Regions from separate parts of the Mus musculus genome. Here region 1 is linked to region 2. A link is a contact called in public promoter capture Hi-C data. All regions are on one chromosome and are shown on one strand. The core of a region is the stretch at or near the end of the contact, and the rest is flanking DNA. Distances in the headings are between cores, read along the strand shown. Region 1 holds the start of Entpd8 (ectonucleoside triphosphate diphosphohydrolase 8). Region 2 holds the start of Ajm1 (apical junction component 1).

Evidence for each region. Promoter capture Hi-C pulls out the DNA fragments that hold promoters and counts their contacts.
Region 1: a contact with region 2 is called in a promoter capture Hi-C map of liver, with 3 times the contacts expected there. The contact joins the promoter of Entpd8 here to the promoter of Ajm1 in region 2. A contact is called at or near these places in 4 of 39 promoter capture datasets (hippocampal neurons, liver and neural stem cells), 1 of 115 datasets of contacts at active chromatin or transcription factors (bone marrow-derived macrophages) and 1 of 9 other capture datasets (adipose tissue).

Annotation. Positions count from the first base shown.
Region 1 is chr2:25,077,288-25,082,300 of GRCm38.p6, forward strand. It overlaps Entpd8 (ectonucleoside triphosphate diphosphohydrolase 8), which reads left to right and starts at 3,036. Exons shown (of 10, transcript NM_028093.1): 1 at 3,036-3,264; 2 at 4,519-4,660; 3 at 4,746-4,863. The coding sequence starts at 4,535.
Region 2 is chr2:25,578,199-25,582,769 of GRCm38.p6, forward strand. Ajm1 (apical junction component 1) reads right to left here and starts at 1,901. Exons shown (of 1, transcript NM_001005424.2): 1 at 1-1,901. The coding sequence starts at 1,699.

The DNA of each region.
Region 1 (5,013 bases), core at 1,786-4,285, 500 kb before region 2:
GAGTTCAATTCCCTGCTACCACATGGTGGCTCACAACCATATGTAATGAGATCTGATGCCCTCTTCTGGCATGCAAGTGTACACGGAGATAAACACTTCTATACATAAAATAAATATATAATAAAATTATATTATTATATATAATAAGTAACTAATTATTTTATTATAAATAAATACAGTGTTGAGGCCTAGGTAAAAATTAAAGCTTAGATAGGATGTTAAGGCCTAGGTAACTGTTATCTGGCTAGCCTGTCATTTTGTTGTTCCTAATTTTATAAGGAAACCTTCTCATATGTTATTTCTGCTGTTACTAGGAATCTTTCTCACACCCAAGTTGATTACATATTCTGCTGTATTCTGTAGCCTTGGAAACCAATCATGATAGAAGTCAGTAGAACTGCTTTGTACAATTACCCATAATAAGCTTGGACCTGAACCAACCACCCAGCAGCACTTCCTGCACCTGTGTATTAGCTTTTATGGTGTTTGCTTTTATAGGCTGCCCCTGGGATGACCCCACCATAAGAGACACCTGCACCAATATAAGAAACTATTTGGAATAACACTTCTGTTTTGAGTAGTGGTAAAGTTTAAGTTCCCAAGACCTCCCTGGGAACTGACATCCTACTTGGCAGAAAGAGACATGGATGTAGGTAACTGACTTCCTGGTTGACAAGTATGAACGTTAGACAAGGCAAGTCACCAGCTACTTGAATACCCCAACCAATGGGAACAGGAAGAGTGTATAAGAATGGCATGTTCCTAAGGAAATCCCCCTATCCCTAAATCCTGATTGGCGGAATAATTTGGCACAGATGTTTGTAGATCTCTGGTTTAAAAAGCCCTGTTTATAAGTTCTGTTTAAAAAGTCCTTTAACAAAAAAAAAAAAAAAAAAAAAAAAGTCCTTTAACAGCCAGAGCTATACAGAGCTAGCCAGAGCTTTGGTTTTTTGTCTCAAAAAAAACCAAAATTGAAAAAAAAAATAAAAATGTCCTTTAAAAAAGAACTTTAAGCTGGGCGTGGTGGCGCACGCCTTTAATCCCAGCACTTGGTAGGCAGAGGCAGGCGAATTTCTGAGTTTGAGGCCAGCCTGGTCTACAGAGTGAGTTCCAGGACAGCCAGGGCTACACAGAACAACCCTGTCTCAAAAAAACAAAACAAAACAAAAAAACCCAACAACAAAAAAAAACCCTTTAACTCGGGGTCACTGTTCAGTTCCAGCAACTGGATTGTGGCCCTGATCGCTCATGTTCAATGAACTATTCCTGTCTGACGGAAATTAGTCTTCCTGTGGTCTGTGAGGTCATTCTTGGACCCCAACAAAACAAAACAAACAAACAAACAAACAAACAAAAAACTGATATTGTAAAAGTCCTGCAAGTAGTGTTGGTTTTGAAGGCATGAAGGGGTCCTGGAGAGTAGCTGAGACTTGGTGAGACTTGGCACTGAGTGGCAGGGCTGAACTTCTAAAGAGATGTCAGAGGAGGCCATTGGTGAAGGTGAGTGAATCCTCAATTGCATGAACCCGGGATTGAAGGGAGTGCCTTCATTCCTGTGGGGTATGCTACAGGATACAAAGTCACAGAATTTCAGAGTGCTTGGAGGCTCAGGGAACACTCTGGCTTTGACTAGTCCAGAAGGCAGCAACATTCACTGTGAGGTTGCTCTGAAGCAGAGCTAATTGTGCTGGCTAGTTTTTATGTCCATATGATACAAGCCAGAGTCATTTTGAGAGAGGAAACCTCAACTGAGAAAATGTCCCCACCAGACTGGCCTCTAGGCAAGCTTGTAGAACATTTTCTGGATTAATGATTGATGTGGAAGTGCCCAGCTCACTGTGGGCGGTGCCACCCTTGCACTGGTGACCCTGGGTTGTATAAGAAGGCAGGCCAAACAGGGAAGAAAGAGCAAGCCAGTAAGCAGCACTTCTCCACAGCCTCTGCATCAGCTCCTGCCTCCAAGTTCCTGTCCTGCTTGAGTTCTTGCCCTAACTTTCCTCAGTGATGAACTGTTACCTTGAAGTGTAAGCCAAACAAGCCCTTTCTTCCCCAAGTTATTTTTGGTTATGATGTTTTATCACAGCAATAGAAACCCTAAAAGAACACCATCTGTCTGTCTATCTGTCTATATCTATTATCTGTCTTCTATCTATCTATCTATCTATCTATCTATCTATCTATCTATCATCTCTATCATCTCTATCTCTATTTCCTATATATCTATTATCTATCTATCATATATTTATCTTGTCTCTATTATATATTATCTATCATCTGTCTATATCTATCTATTCATCTACCTATCTATCTACTATTTATCCATTTATCTACTATCATCCATCTGAGACTGAGTCTTTCACTGAACCCGAAGCTCTGCAGTTTAGCTAGACTGGTTAGCCAGGAAGATGTCGAAATTCACCAGCTTTTGCCCCCAACCCTGTCCACAACACTGGGATTACAGACATGGGCCACCATACCTAGCTTTTATGTCAGTGTCGTGCCTCTGAACTCAGGACCTCATGCTTGTATGGCAAGCTCTTTGCCCACTGAACTATCATCTCTCCAGCTCCATTTTCTCCATTTTTTTTTTTTTTTTGAGGCTAGGTCTCCCCTACAAGCTGGCTTTGTACTCATAGGATGACCTAAAACATCTGATCCTCCTGCCTCCTGAGTGCTAGGACTTCATCAGGTACCTCCACATCGATTTCCTATGGTGCCGCGGCTTGAACATAGGACTTCCTGCATGCTAGGTAAACAATTCTACCTATATTTAACCGAGCTTTATCCAGTACCTTATGTTTTAAAATCCCAACAGGTCTAAAGAAAAGTGACTTTCTCTGACTCACCTACATTTGCAGCTCTGCAGCTCTGCAGCACCCAGCCCTGTAGCCTCTGGACGCTCAGTCACTTGTTACTTGACTCCATCTGGCCTGGCCCAAGTAAGAAGGGCAGAGGACAAGGTCCACAGTAAGCGGGAGGGTGTCCCTAGTCCTGCCTTCTCTGTCATCCCCAGGTCAGTTCCAAAGTCCGTCCTGACAACTAGGGACGCTGCTCTTCCTCCCTCCACAGGAGCAAGATGTAAGCCTGGAATTAATGAGATAGAGTAAAATTAGTAGATGCCAGAGCAGCAGCTAGAGAGCAGCCTGCTCCTCCCACCACAGCCCCAGGTTCAAGTAGGTGGAGACGGGGTGTGGAGGACAGCAGGTGTGCAGGTCAGAAGCAGAACTTCCTCAAGCTATCCTTGAAAGTTGGCTCCCAGTGCAGGTGAGCGACCTCAGGGGCTGTCCTGGTCTGTGGGCTGGCTTTGGTAGGGGAGTGCCTTTCCTGGGTGAGTGAGGGGACTGCCTGTCCTGGGTGAGGGGAGCCTGCCTTGTGCTTTTTGTATAACAACCCAGTCTCAGGTATGACACCCCTGAGGTGCGGTCTGTGTTTTCTTAGTTACTACCTGTGACCCACTTGTCCCTGTGCTTTGGGGTGCTGGCTGGAGTTACAATTCAGTCTCTGGGCAGGTCATTTGTCCTTTTTCCTCCGTTTCCCTTACTTCAGATGAGCTAGTGCCCCATTTAGCCTGTCCCTAGGAGTCCTAACCTCTGTTTACCATTCTTGAAACACTGGGAGTATTTTCATTCTTGGGGGATATGCCATGAGATACCAAGTCACAGAATTTCGAAGTGCTTGGATTCTCAGGGAACACCCCGGCTTTGCCAAGTTCAGTAGGTAACAACAGCCACTGTGAGGTATGTTCTGAAGCAGAGCTGACCAGGAGCTGCCTAGTGGCTTCTCTGTACATTGGTAGGCTGGGTAGGTCAGGACTCGGAATCCCTGCTGGGCTCCAGAGGAGATACGGGTATAGATGTCTTGAGTACTGTGGAGAATAGCATTCCATGGTCAGCTGCCCAGGTTCATCCGGGGTCAGCTAAAATCTCTCAGATCTCCATTAGAGAAATCCAAGTTTAGGATTTCAAGAAAAATCAGATGTCTTTGTTAAGAAGAATAGAATGCTAGCTGGCCTCTTGAGGGGCCCACACCTGGCCCCTGGATTCCATGTAGCATGGTTCTGAGGCTCCCAGAAAGAAGTCCAGCACTGGGAGACTCTGAAGTCCTGAGTTCAGTCCAGACATGGGACTCTTCATGGGGAATCAAGAGAGCAAGGGTCCAGAGGGAGAGGAAGGGTGATGCCTACGTAGGAGGTCTAGATGGGGCTTCATTAGCCCTTGATAGTGGCACCAGAAATGTCCATCTTGGCTCCACTGGGCTGTACCCTCTGTACTGGCCCCCAGGCTCTGTGACAATACTGGGCTTGCCCAATAAGACTTTGGAAACTGTTCTTGGCCATTTTGTTTGTTTGTTTGTTTGTTTGTTTGTTTGTTTGTGGCTGTCCTGGCTACTGATCTAACCTAGGAGTCCCAGATTTGACATCTGAGGAAGGTTGGAACGTGTTAAGGCCCTTCCTCTAGAAGGCTGGAGTTGGAACAGCAGGAGTCTGAGTGTCCACTGCTGTCCACTTCACCCTTGCAGCTCAGACCCTCTCACCATGGGACTCTCCTGGAAGGAACGGGTCTTCATGGCTCTGTTGGGAGTTGCAGCAGCCTCTGGCCTCACCATGCTCGTCCTCATCCTGGTGAAGGCAATCAATGTTCTCTTGCCTGCAGACACCAAGGTTTGCTCAGGGACCTAACGAGGATGTTGGGCTGGGTGACCAGGATGTTGGCCTCAACACCTTTCTGGTTCCATATTATCCCTAGTTTGGGATTGTGTTTGATGCCGGCTCCTCCCACACATCCCTGTTTGTGTACCAGTGGCCAGCAAACAAGGAGAAGGACACAGGAGTGGTCAGCCAGGCCCTGACTTGCCAGATAGAAGGTCAGTGGACAGTTATGTGGCAGCCACTGCTGCCTGGCTTGGACTCCCAGGAAGCCCAGTGGGAGAGACCACTTGGTGACAAACGGGAGCGACATTTCTAGTTCTCAGGGAAGCACATTCACCTAAAAGAAAAGGCCTTAGAGCACTGAA
Region 2 (4,571 bases), core at 651-3,150:
CAGGGACCGTGGATACGGGCTGCCGTGGTCGGCCTCCAGGCAATTCCCAGCCCTTGGCAGTCGGGCGATCCACTGAGCGCAGGTCGTTGTCTGTGATGGTAATCTCTGGCGTGACGTACCAGTTGCGGCCCAGGCTCTCTCCCGCGCGGCCCTTCTCTGTCAGCGACGTCTCGGACAGCGACAGTGCTGCATAGCGTCTGGGTGAGGTGGACAAATTCACTACGACTGGTGGACGCCGACCTTCAGGGGATGAACCCCTCGTATCCCGAACCTCGCGTCCCAGGAGGTTCTCATAGCTGCGGCCGCGTCCTAGAGGATCTTCACGACGAGGACCAGGAGCTAGGATGTTGTCCCAGGATCGAGAGTAGTGGCGGCTATCGGTGGCCAGCCGGGGTGGGCTTGTGCCGGTGCCGCCGTGCCACGAGGCCAACAGTGGTCCAGGGGCGGGAGGCGGCATTACCTGAAGGGTGCGGTAAGGCCTCGGACCCCAGTCAGCCCAGGGTGGGCTGCTGCGCGGGTGCGGGTAAGTCCGAGCCAGTACATCGCGTTCTCGGTACCTCCCAAAGTCCTCGGTGTAGAAAGTGCGGGCTCCAGGGTGCGCCCGGGGCTCTTCTGGGACATACCGGGGAACGAAAGGCATACCGTAGGCTCGAGTTGTCTCCCCGTAGTAGGAGCGGGAGGGGGGCTCCTGGATCGGGAAGGTGCGTACTTCGCCAGCATAGTAGCTGCCCCCACGCCTTGGACTGGGTCTAGGGGGTTCTTCGGACAAGTAGGGCCTGGAACAGTAGCCATCAAAGGGAAGGCCGGGGCTTGTGGTAAAGCTGCCTGCGTAGCCCTCTGGCTCCTCGGTGTAGAAGAATTGGGTGGGACCTGGAGGCGTTGTGAAGGGTTGACTGCGGTGCTCCAAGTAGTCCCGGGGCCCAGGCAGTGGCCCGTCACAGTACAGAGTTCTGGGGTCAGTACAGTACAAGTCACTGGGGGTAGGAGTGCGTGACAGGGCCACGTGGCGAGGGCCGGGAACTGTGAGGCCATGGAACTGTGGAGCTGTGCGAGCCCAGGACGTCGTCTCTCTAGGTGCGCAAGATCGCGAGCTTCGGGCGGCGTGCTGCAGCACTGCCTCGTCCGGCTTGATGTCCAAACGGCAGCGGACATGGGGGACAGGTCCAGAGGGTGGTTCCGGTGGTGCGCAGCGGCCTGGGGTGGCGCATAGAGGCGCGATGCGTCCGGGGCCTCCCCGCTGTGGCTGGAGCTTGATGGGGTGCAGCTCATTAGCGAGAGCTCTCAGCGCAGGATACGAGGGCTCCCGGCGCGGCGACCCCTCCACCCGCACTGCACGCTGGGCTTCCCGACCTCTGCGTTGCAGTACGGGCGGCGAAGCTGGAGCAGTCGCCAGGCCTTGGGACGCACGGGGCGCGCTCTTGGAACGGGTGCGGCGCCGAGGCTCGCTGTCTCTGGGTCGGGCGCGCGGTGGCGCAGGTTCAGGAGGTGGCGGCTCTGGGTGTGTCTCCATGGTGGGCTCGTCCAGTGCCTCTAAGAAGTCAAAACTACGGCAGTGGCGCTTGTTGAAAGGCGTGGGCGCAGCAGGCCGGGCCACGGATCGCTCACATGGCTGGCGTTTGGACGTGAGCCCTGGGTCCACCACCTTGATGTCCTGGTACACGGTCGACACCAGCAAGTCCGGCGGGTCCGTGCGGGTCATCTTAAAAGACGTCCCCAGGCTGGCAGCTCCAGTCACACGGCCTTTCGGGGATTTTGCCCTGGGAGGAGATACCGGTCAGGGCAGCCTCCTCTGCACCCCAAGCCCTTTACCCCACCCCACCCCACGTGCTGGTCCGGCTTACCTGGGGCATAGGGGATGGTGCAGCCTTGGCTGCAGGTCATGGTCAAGGCTTCTGGTGCTGCCTCCATGCCTATGTTAGATGTACCTGCAGGAGAAAGCTCACAGTCCATGCGACCTGTGGGGTAGATGGGCCAGGAGAATTTAGGCTACTGTGGACCTTCTTTGTAGAGGGAACTCCTGAGTTAAACCTGCCAGGCATTCTCTCCCCCTACTAGGGTCGGTTGGGCAGGCTTAGGTAGATCAAAGCGGGACGTGATCTCAGCACTACTGCCCTCTGGTGCCTACAGTTGGAACGATGCACTTTTAGATTTCCTTACAGGTAGACCCTCTGATAATGCAGAGTCCCAGGTGAGTCAATGAATGGTTCCTGCCTGCCGACTAGGCTGGGCAGAGAACTCTTCTCCTAGCACTCAAGTCCTTTTTAACTAAGCGTAAGTCCCCTCAACTCGATGAGGTCCTAGGCAGAGGAATGATCCCAGAGTTTTCTTGGGTCTCAAATCCCTCTTCCTTTTGCATAAATCTTGGACCCCAGTTGCTTGAATGAAACCCACCAAGCTTGCTGGAACAGAGAAGGCTACAGCAAGACTCTCCTGCTTTGCAGAATTGCACATGGACCCTTCCCCCACCCCCAGTGTGTGCTAAAGCCAGGTTTAGGCTACAGAACCACGTGGGGCCATGTGAGCCACGAGTTCATGGTGTCCTTCCTCTAAGCTGAAAACTACCACTAGTGTACCAAGCCAGGAGGCTGCTAGCTAGGAGGAGGCAGAGGAGAGGGCGGGAAAGCCCCTCCCCAGGACAGAGTCCTTCCCACTCTGGCTTTGGAAAGCTCCATGGAAACGTGTGGTTGTTCATCCCTGGAGCTATGGGCTGAAAACGATCTAGGCTAATGTTCAGATGTGGGCCACCAGTGTCTGTGGTCTCCAGGGCCTGGAGCTGGCTAGAGAAAGAGGGTTTAAGAAGGCGATCACACACACACACACACACACACACACACACACCCTCCCCCCATAATGCACCTACTCCCAGGACATCTGCTCCAGAGGAAGTTGAGAGTGTGTTGGGGCCTGGCAGGACTTGTAAGTGGATGGGCCTTTCGGGTCTCTAGTCCAGGTGTACAAGGGGCTGTTAGAGGGGTGCTCTTTGGAGTCAGAGCTACTAAGTACCAAGGCTTGTTCCAAACCCAGGTTCATGCCGACCCTATTAAGACCCCTTTCATTCTAAACTCAGTGCCAGGTCAGAGTTTGGGTGAGATGACAGGGTCTGAGGCTCCGCCCCAGGAAGGTGACAGTCGGCTTTGCTGGCTGCAGCTGTCAGGAGCAGTGCACTGTGACACACGCTCCCTTTGGGATGGGGTTGGGGCTTGCTCTTGTATCCTAGGTATTTTGAAGGCCCTTCCCAAATAGCAGTCCTGCTTTGGCCCGTCCTGGAGCAGCCATCAGCAAGAACCTAGTCTGCGTTGCTTGGGGGCGGGGACTCCTCATCCTTCCGTGCAGCCCCCTCCCGTGCCAACAGCTCCACATGCTGGGCAGTTTGGCTTGGCCTCTTACCTGGTGATTACTCCACGAGCCGAGCCCGAGTAGTCTGCATAGCCCAGGTCGGTCCCAGTGTGTACCTGGCCCCGCTATAAATATATATATATATATACATACACCCGGTACCAGCAGAAGCTTGGAGGCAGCAGCTGTGATCCTGGCCTGGCGGCTCAGTACTGCCCCTAGTGGCTACCAATAGAATAGCACTTAAAGGGGCCGCGTTATAAGGTAGGTGTATACTGGGACCACAGACGACCTAGCTCTCATTTTAGGCGGTGTAGAGTGAAGGGTAATGTATAGCATCCCCAAAGCACAAATCTTTCGGTCTGAACAGGGAGTCCCTTGCACCAAGAGAAGCCTGCCAGAAGGATTCCAGGCAGGGTCCTGTAAGGAGCCAGAAACCTTGGCTTGTCTTTAGAGAAACTGGGTTTGGGGAAGTTTCCAGAATACACGTCTGTGGTTGGACCTGGGTGGGAGCAGATGCCCATTGGCCTCTCCTCAGGAACTGTCCTCTTTGGCTCTGAAGACGCCAAAATCTCGGCAGGTGCCCGGGAGCCAGATGGCTTGCTCAGCCTGGAGTGTAGCTGCAACTTCCAGTGTCCAATATAGCCTGGGTGGCCACCGCCTGCTTCCTTTGGGGGAAGTCTTCAGGAGGTTCACTTCTTAAGCCACAACCTCATTCTGGCCCTGCGTGCCTCTTGCCAGAGGCACTGGGCCTTCCAGCATCCTAGCTTGGTAGATGATGGGCTATAGATGCCAGACCTGCCTATTTAGGCACCAGACCTGGCAAGATCCCGGTGCTACGGCTTATTGGGCAGTAGTGGGGGTAATTTACGTGTAGACCCTTTCTCTACATCAGGAGTACAAAGTCTGGGAGCTAAAGGGCCAGGTAATGTTTGTCCCATAGTGCCTGCTCAGTTATCAATTGTCCTGTGTACACAGCTCCCTAGCAGAAAAGGGAAGCCCCCCTCATAGCACCCCCACAAGTTCTAGGGAAGTACTCTCAGCCTTGGCCCACAGTAGGCGCAGCACTATGCTCCACCCCCAACGTCACTAGCAGTGATAAATGCCTGCCTCTGGAGGGTTCTCATGGCAACGTGTCCACAGTGGGCGAGGGTGGAGAGCTGCCAGCGGGGGCGAAATTCTCAATTGCAGGCGCCCCCAGACTCCCAGCAGGCAGGGAGGCAGTGCAGAGCAGG